3 separate regions of the Sus scrofa genome follow, and all the other regions are linked to region 2. A link is a contact called in public HiChIP or PLAC-seq and promoter capture Hi-C data. All regions are on one chromosome and are shown on one strand. Each heading gives the region's core, a stretch centred on a gene start, on an enhancer-like site or on the middle of the called end of the contact. The rest is flanking DNA. Distances are from core to core; before and after follow the strand shown. Region 1 overlaps LOC110259444 (a long non-coding RNA gene). Region 2 holds the start of TICAM2 (toll like receptor adaptor molecule 2). Region 3 holds the start of TRIM36 (E3 ubiquitin-protein ligase TRIM36).

The links. Promoter capture Hi-C pulls out the DNA fragments that hold promoters and counts their contacts. HiChIP or PLAC-seq counts read pairs in DNA pulled down with a chosen protein or histone mark.
Region 1: an H3K27ac HiChIP or PLAC-seq map of skeletal muscle shows a contact between it and region 2. The contact joins the enhancer-like site here to the promoter of TICAM2 in region 2. A contact is called at or near these places in 10 of 47 Hi-C or Micro-C datasets (blood, liver, mesenchymal stem cells and 5 more) and 2 of 2 datasets of contacts at active chromatin or transcription factors (alveolar macrophages and skeletal muscle).
Region 3: a promoter capture Hi-C map of fetal liver shows a contact between it and region 2, with 3 times the contacts expected there. The contact joins the promoter of TRIM36 here to the promoter of TICAM2 in region 2. A contact is called at or near these places in 1 of 5 promoter capture datasets (fetal liver), 3 of 47 Hi-C or Micro-C datasets (liver, retroperitoneal adipose tissue and skeletal muscle) and 1 of 2 datasets of contacts at active chromatin or transcription factors (alveolar macrophages).

What each region holds. Positions count from the first base shown.
Region 1 is chr2:119,498,619-119,501,343 of Sscrofa11.1, reverse strand. All of the region lies in intron 1 of LOC110259444 (a long non-coding RNA gene), which reads left to right. Among named protein-coding and RNA genes, the nearest start is that of CCDC112, 19 kb to the right of the region's middle. Within about 2 kb of position 1,358, at least 12 of the 83 cell types and tissues checked have an H3K27ac peak or open chromatin away from gene starts, as enhancers often do. A contact at or near this core is called in skeletal muscle, where this site is marked.
Region 2 is chr2:119,759,457-119,762,156 of Sscrofa11.1, reverse strand. It overlaps TICAM2 (toll like receptor adaptor molecule 2), which reads left to right and starts at 1,398. Exons shown (of 1, transcript NM_001204351.1): 1 at 1,398-2,700. The coding sequence starts at 1,398. The coding sequence ends at 2,111.
Region 3 is chr2:119,350,994-119,353,693 of Sscrofa11.1, reverse strand. TRIM36 (E3 ubiquitin-protein ligase TRIM36) reads left to right here and starts at 1,303. Exons shown (of 11, transcript XM_021084641.1): 1 at 1,303-1,533. The coding sequence starts at 1,471.

The sequences.
Region 1 (2,725 bases), core at 109-2,608, 260 kb after region 2:
AACAGATTTTCTCTTTGACTTGGCTTGTTAACACAGATGGAGTAGATTTTATCATAAAATTTTTCCTCCCAATTAATAAACTAACTCCTAGTATGTTTATTAGTCTCTTAAAAATCCAGGAGAGTTCTCTAGTATCGCCGTGTAAGAGCATACATACCTAGCCATATTTTTAGAGAAATAAAATGAAGTATAAAATGTTTTACTGTATGTTTAGTATATACTACTGAATTTCTCTTATTCCAGAAATTCTTTATTCTCCACTGTTCTCTGTACTTCTTTCCCTTTCTTTTGATCTTCATAATAATCACATGGAATACGTAGGGGAAAGAAGACAAACAGAAATAGAAAAATCTTGGCTGCTAATATTACAGTTCTTCTGTGAACTGCCAAGATGATCACACCTACCCAGGCACAGGGTCCTCAGTAACCGAGATACCCCACCTATCCCTCACATTTTATATCAGAAGAACATAAGAATGCAGAGTGATCTGACCGTTCCTCCAGAGCACTGTGCTGATTCAGGCATTGTACTGTTTGGTTCATTCCATTCCCTAGTCCTCAATCCTATGACACAGGCGTTTTATAAAGAACCTAGGTAACTCATAAACTGGTCAGTGAAGTCCATAGATGACTAAGCATCTATTCAGGGCTAGTCCTGGCCATGCCACACTCACGGTGACTCTGTGCTTGGCACTGAGAGCCACGCTGTGTGGCTGTGAACTTCAGCTCTACAAGTATGAGCTATGCTGGCCAGGCCAGGTATACATGACCTCTCTGTGCCACAGTTCCTCATCTATAAATTAAAGGGTATAATCAGAGTGTTTTGAAAATCAAGTAAGTTAATACATGTAAGTATTTTAAACCAGGGGTCCTCAGTAAGTCATTTAGCCCAGGAGTCATCAAGCTGTGTCCAGCCCCACAACCTTTTAGGGAAAATGAAATTTTGCTGGAGCAAAGCCACACTCTTTCCTTACCTGTGGCTGCTTTCTCACTACAGCTGCACAGTTGAGCACCACTTGCAGTAAGACCAGATGGCCCACAAACTGAAAACATTCACTGTCTGGTCTTTTGCAGATGAAGTTTGCCAACACCAGCGTTGGATGAATTCTTGGTGAAAACTGAGTGCTCAGAAAGTGGTGCCTATTGTTGTCACTGTAATTGTCAAAGCTCACACTGAAGTCGTGGAGAACAGCCTTGCCCCGTCCATTGAGGGCTCAATACACTTCGTAGTTCAAGCAGTTTACTCTTCCGTTGTAATGCTGAAGTCTCTAATTAAGACATCCTTTACAATCAGCCATATTTTAGGCCTGTGTCAGGAGGGCAGTAACCTGATAGAACTGGTTTCTACTCTCGGAGAAAACTAGAGAGTCACTCCAATTAATCAAGTATAGCTGACCTGTCAGAAATCCTTGGTGGCTGGCAGAGTTGCAGCCCGGCTTTTCCAGGTCAGACCAACAAATGTGTTTGCTAGGAAAGCAGAAGGCAATGGACTGATTTTCTCTCCATATTAGGTCATGATGGACTTGTGCTGTGGGGATAGGAAAGGTCATCATCAGAAGCCCTGCTGTTTTTAGAGATCAAGTCTAAAGATAAGAAAGAATAAGGAGAAAGATCAGACACTAATCTGGATTTGCAAAAAAAAAGAAAGAAAGAAAAGGAAAAACAACAACAGCAACAACCAAAACCGAAGAAACAGAAAATAAAATAAAAAGAGCAATCTTTTCCCTGACCCTAATAGAATGCCTGGTTTAATTGGTATCAGCCTAAATTACAAAGCTGAACTAGATCTATTTGTCACACAGTGTGCAGCTCAATCTTTGAAAACACAGATCAGATCAGGTCCCTCCCTTGATGAAAGTCTTCCACCAACTTCTCATTTTAGCAGAAAATCCAAACTCTGCTATCCTGTGCTGTCTACTCCGTCTGGCACCATCGTCCCCTTGCTCACTTGGACCCATCACGTAAGCTTCTTTTCTTCCCAGCACATGTCAGGATGCTCCTGCCTGAGCTGATTGCACCTGCCTGCCTCTCCCTTCTTTCTGCCTAGAACACTACGTCCCAGCACCTCCACCAGGCTGGTGCCTTCTCATGTGTAGGGTCTCAGTTCAAACGGCACTTCCGCAACCAGTTTCTCTTAGGTTCACCCGCTTGTATTCTCCATTACATCTTTCTGTTCTGTTCACGGCCCTCATCCCGAATCGAAATTATGTTTTTGCTTCCTTGATAACCATCTGTCTTCAGTCATTAGTACATAAGCTCTGTGACCAGCTGGAATTTCACTTGTACATCATCGGTATTTAATAAATAGTTTTTCATTGAATGAATGAATGGGCCAGCAAGGTTTTTACCTCACAACTTCAAAAGACTGAAGTAAAAAATAAGAACTCTTGAGGAAAAATTAATTTAGGTCACGAAGCAGGGTGCAGTTGCAGTGCTGTAAAGAGGCAGAGACTGTCAAACAGAGCTCTTTGGAATGTGCTTTTGAAATGCGTTCCTCTGATACATGTGTCCTGTCGCCTATGTAGGCAGGACTTTCCTGCTTCTATGGAAGTGTGTTCTAAGTAGCAGCTACATTCCTCCTTGTTAATCTTCTTCAGACTGCCTTTAAGGCCAGCAGACAAATGGAATTTCCCTGAGTGCTGAGTTCACATAAATGCCTGAAGGTAATTTTTCCTTTCATTGTCTCTGGCATGGTAGTCACAAAGGTCAAGGCCGCCTTCTAGAA
Region 2 (2,700 bases), core at 149-2,648:
CACTTGGTGGCTGGCACAATATAGTGTGGATCAGAACCTGAAGAACAGGCAGAATCAATGACAGCCAGTAGCCAGTGATTTCTTCACTATTCAGTGGCAGTAGCAAACCCTTTCACTCCTTATTTACATTAGAAAGAAATTCTGTATACGTTTTTCCTTATTTTTTCTTCCCATAACAGTTTTTCACCATTTGATGAACGGTTTCATCTAAACTTGAATTATTTTGGCATATGTAGCTGGTACTTATGTCATTATGAATAAGATTCTAATTTCTTCTTGATCTCTGATCTTTGCTCATGAACAATATATAAAAATCCTTTGGAATATAGCCTATGGGCCCATATTTGACAACATGTATTTTATACTTATCTATTCTGAATTTTCTGTCTTTTGATGAAAGTACCCCCTTGAAACTGCTTATTTGGGTATTAACAATACTGCAGCATTAGATTCACATGGAGTATCTCTCTTTCACAGCTGATCTAATTCTTCTACTCTGAGTTTAGGCCTTTTAAAATAAAAGAATGATACAGACTATGATCATTATTGATTTCCCTGGAAATCACAAGGCTTTGTTTCCAGATTACACTTCCAAACCAAGATGTTACTTTTTTTACCTGGGTGCAGAAATATGTTTTCTTAATTATTCCCAGGATTAGCTGGAAAAAGATATTCCTTACTTTTTGCAAAAGTTTATTAGTTTCTGCACCAGCCCCAGTACAACAATCCCTGACCCTAGACCAAAAAAAAAGAAAAGAAAAAAAAAGAGAAAAAGCTCTGAACCGGTGAATCCTGAGCAACATTTCATTTAACATTTCAGATCTTTTTATTCTGAGTCAGCAGAGCTGCCTATTAGCTGTCTTTAGGGTATTTGTATTCTGTTTTGTATTTGCATTTGAAACAAAAATATGTTTTGAAGTTAATATGAATATTTTGTTTCTTTTAGTTTTCCTGTTTCTAGTTTACACAGTAATTTGGTTATGGAGAAGTTGAATTTAAACTCCATATGAGTAGAGTGATACGGTCCCTTTTCGCTAACACACCAAAGTAATTTAACTGGAGTTTATAATGCCAATATAATACCATTTAAAGTTTCCAAACATCTCCTTTTATATTAAACCGGACCCCTGTGTTTAACCTACCCCTGCCTACCTGTGGTAGCCCTTGTGGAACTCAAACAAGACAAGTGACTTCATCTCCAATGATCTCTTTGACATTTTCTTCTTAGAAAGCTATATATTATAATCTTTTTGAGGTTTGCAGGTTGAATGAGATTTTCCATTTTAATTGTTTTGATGAAATTTACAGTAGTCTTCTGCTTTGTTATTTCTCCTTTTAGGATGAAAAGAAATGCTGAGAAATAAATAAAGCTTTCCTTTCTGACTTGGATATTTATAATGGGTATCGGGAAGTCTAAGACAGATCCCTGCCTTCTTTCTCTCTCTTGGAGTAAAAGCCACGGTGTGGATACAAGTCAAAAACCTCACGAGACAGATTGCACGATATCTGAGGAAATCCCCCTGCATGGTGGCGAAGATGTTGCATGTAGCAGTTCAGCAGAGATGCCAACAGGAGAGCAGGAGGGAGCTGACGGAGTGGAAGAGATGCCTGAAGAGGAAGCAGAAGAAGAGGTGTTCCTCAAATTTGTGATACTACACGCAGAAGATGACACAGATGAAGCCCTCAGAGTCCAGAATCTGCTGCAAAATGACTTCGGGATCAAACCTGGAATAATCTTTGCTGAGATGCCGTGTGGCAGACAGCATTTACAGAATTTAGACGATGCTGTCAATGGCTCTGCCTGGACAATCTTGCTATTGACTGAAAACTTTCTAAGAGACACCTGGTGTAAGTTCCAGTTCTATACATCTCTCATGAACTCCGTGAACAGACAGCACAAATACAACTCTGTCATCCCCATGCGGCCCCTGAACAACCCCCTGCCCCGAGAAAAGACCCCCTTTGCTCTGCGAACCATCAACGCCCTGGAGGAAGAAAGTCGTGGCTTTCCTACACAAGTGGAAAGGATTTTTCAGGAGTCTGTGTATCAGATACAACAGGCTATATGGAAAGAGACCAGAAATCTGGTACAAAGACAATTGATTGCCTGAGATGGGACATATAACACATGGTGTGCCCTTGTTTTGTAAAGCAAATGGTTTCTCTTCACTTGAGAAAGCAAATTTCTAGGAAAAGTTTAAATGGAAGAGAACCTTGCTCTTAGGGGAAAACTGTAGAGCCCAAGAAAAATAGATTTTTGCAGGACACTCTATAGAATTGAGGTACTTTTGATGTTTCTCTAAACTTGCAATTGTCAGAGTTGCAAAACCTCTGATTCCTCTCACAGCTTTCCTAGTTCAACAAAGGATATTTTAAATTCACTTTTCTTGTATTGAACTTGAACAAGAACTTATATGATAGACATTTAAAAAAATACCATAACACTTTGATTTTGTTCTCAAAAGACACGTTGGCAAAACAATGGCCTTGAGAAATCTGACAGCTCTCCCTGTTGCGGCACCTCTCACGAATGTTGCAGGAAAGCCTTCCCAGTATTGTCGTCCAGAAATAGGGATAGCCAGATTAGTTCATTTGGAATGGTGAGAACTGATAAATGTGAAATGAAAAATAGATGTGAGAATGGTGGGCCTCTTTAAAATAATCCAATCCAATGCGTTTTCCTTTCAGCTGGAATTTGCA
Region 3 (2,700 bases), core at 54-2,553, 410 kb after region 2:
GGGTCTAATCGGAGCTGTAGCCACGGGCCTATGCCACAGTCAGAGCAACGTGGAATCCCAGCTGCATCTTTGACCTACACCACAGCTCAGGGCAACACAAGATCTTTAACCCACTGAGCAAGGCCAGGGATCGAAACTCCAACCTCATGGTATCCTAGTAGGATTTATTAACCACTGCACCGTGATGGGAATTCCCTATTTTATTATTGCTATTATTATTTTTTAGTAGTTATTTCCCCAATACAATTTTTTTTCTACTGTACAGCATGGTGACCCAGTTACACATACATGTACATGTTCTATTTTCACATATTATCATGCTTTAAAGAAAAATTCATGCCTTCATCACTCAGCTCCTTTTCAAGAAAAATAAAGGACTGCTTGTCGTGGAAGAATAAAGTAGGCCTGACTCTGTTCAGTCAACTTCTCAAGAGAAGCAAAGATTGTCAGGTGTGAAGGAAGCAGGGGGAAGACTGAGAGGCCAATTCAGCTGCAGCCTCCTAGGCGATCTGCTATTTTAAAAAGAAGTATAAAATAAGAAACATTCACTGAATGTCTAACTCAATCAGTGAAATGAATAATAGGAAAAGTGAGTTATTTGTAACTAAGAGAATGTTTTTCCAGGTATCTTGCTGGCAGGAATGGGTTTTTGTTTTTGTTTTTAATTAAAGGAAAGTTGAGTATCAAGAGGATATAGAGATACAATCGACCTTACACACTTAGAGTGTTTAAAACACAATCCTGGTGTTTGTTCTCATCTCAGAAGCACTGGCTTGGTCTTTGTTACCTATTGGATTTCAGGAAGGCTGACTTGAGATGCGTCGTTGCCGTTTCCTGGGTTCTCACTTATTTATTTATTTTTTTCCGGCGCTGTCAGCCAGATCCTTTGTTGTCCCTGCTCTGCATTCATTCTCTCTGCCCTCGCACCTCCAGACAGTGGGGTGGGGATTTTTCCTGGTCCTCGCGCCGCCCAGAGCTCCGGACAGCTACCGTCCGTCCTGGCATCGGATAAAGGACAGCTTTAACCATCCAGTGGATGACTGGGCTGGGTCGGCGAGAGGCCGGGAGCCCAGACCGGCTTTTGTGTGGGTGTTTGTCTCTGCAGCCGCCAGACCCCCGGCAGGAGGCGCGGGCAGAGACCCCCGAGGAGGCGGAGCCTCCGCGCCGGGCTCCGCCTGGTGAGGATTTCACCGCCGCCACCGCGGTCGCCGCCCTCGTTTGTTCCGTTACATCGTCCTGTCCCGACAGCTCAATCCAGACTAAGAACGCTGGACGTGGCTTTCCCGGAGCCCTCTATGGCCTTCATCCCACCGAACCTCGCTTTTTGCCTTTTTCTTCTGCGTTATTTTTCCTCGTTAACAGCATACTAGCGGGCGCTCGGCAAAACTCCGACTAAAAACAGAGAAAGACAGAAAAAACAAATTCGATGCACCCGCCTCGGTCCTCCAGAGTTTGTGAAGGGTCGTAACCATGTCCGAGTCGGGGGAGATAAGTGAATTTGGCTACATCATGGAATTGCTAGCCAGAGGCAAGGTAAGTGCTGGGACGCGTGGAGTGGAGCCCAGGCCTGGGACCCCACCCCGGGCACTACCTGGTCCGAGGCTGTGGGCGTCCCGGGTCCTTGCCGCCGCCGGGGAGGGCGGGGCTGGAATCCCAGGGCCGCGCTCTCAGTCTGTGTGTCCCAGCAGCTGCAGAATGCAAAGTAGCCGCTTTTTTTTTTTTTTTTTTTTTTTTTTCCCCTGGAATTGAGCGGCGTCTCTGAAATGAGCCAAAAGGGTCTTGGCCAGCTGGGTGAAGGCGGGGGCTTCTGGGACCGCAAGGGGCGGGAGATCAGTCTGCGAGGATGAGGAGAAGGGTCAGGCTTTGGCCGAGGAGGGCTCCGCGACGCACCCAGAGCTCCCAAGCGTGGTGACATCGCCTGTCCAGGCACAGAACACGGAGGGAGGGTCGGACTAGATGGTGAATAGGTGAGAAGAATGGGATTGGGTTCAGCGCGCACTCCGACCGTGTGGCAGATAAACAGGGGCAGAAGCCCAGTTCGCCTGGCCTTAGCTTTTTTAGCCCTCCTTCCAGGTCCTTGGCCGTTGTCCCAGGCTAGGAACATTTAAAGCATCCTTCCTTTGGTGTGCAGAGGGAGATGCTAAGGCGCCGGATTTCAGCAGGGCACCTGTCCGGGAGTCCTTTCGAAACCCAGGCTGGCGCAGTGGGCAGCTCCTAGTGACCACGCCCTCCGCCGGGCTGGGTGGCGCCGAGCCAAGACTGAAAGCCTTGCAGGAGGCAGCCCTACCCGCTGCAACCGAGAAAGTGCCTGGAGAGGCTCCTTAAGTGATTTGCAGGCGGGAAGTGTCGGGAAATGCAAAGTCTGCAAAGTCTGCGGGGTGCGCTGTCTACCAGGGTTCGCCTAAAGCTGAAAGCGGCTGCATTTGTCCTCTACACCTGGAGTTTCAAGAAAAGATAATAATGGCACAGAGGAGAAAAGGCCTCCCTGGGCAAGGTCATCAGAAAGAAGGATTATCTGCAGCCCTGATGTGAACACCTGAAACGTCATTCTCATACCTCACTAACTAACCTCAACTCTGCAGATGCTTAAGGCCAGACAGTCCTGCTGTTTCCCTTGAGGCTGGGGAGCGGGTTAACGCCCAGCACCCCGGGTGAATTCTCTCTCGTGCTCTGCAAACACGGAATACACTCATCCGAAAC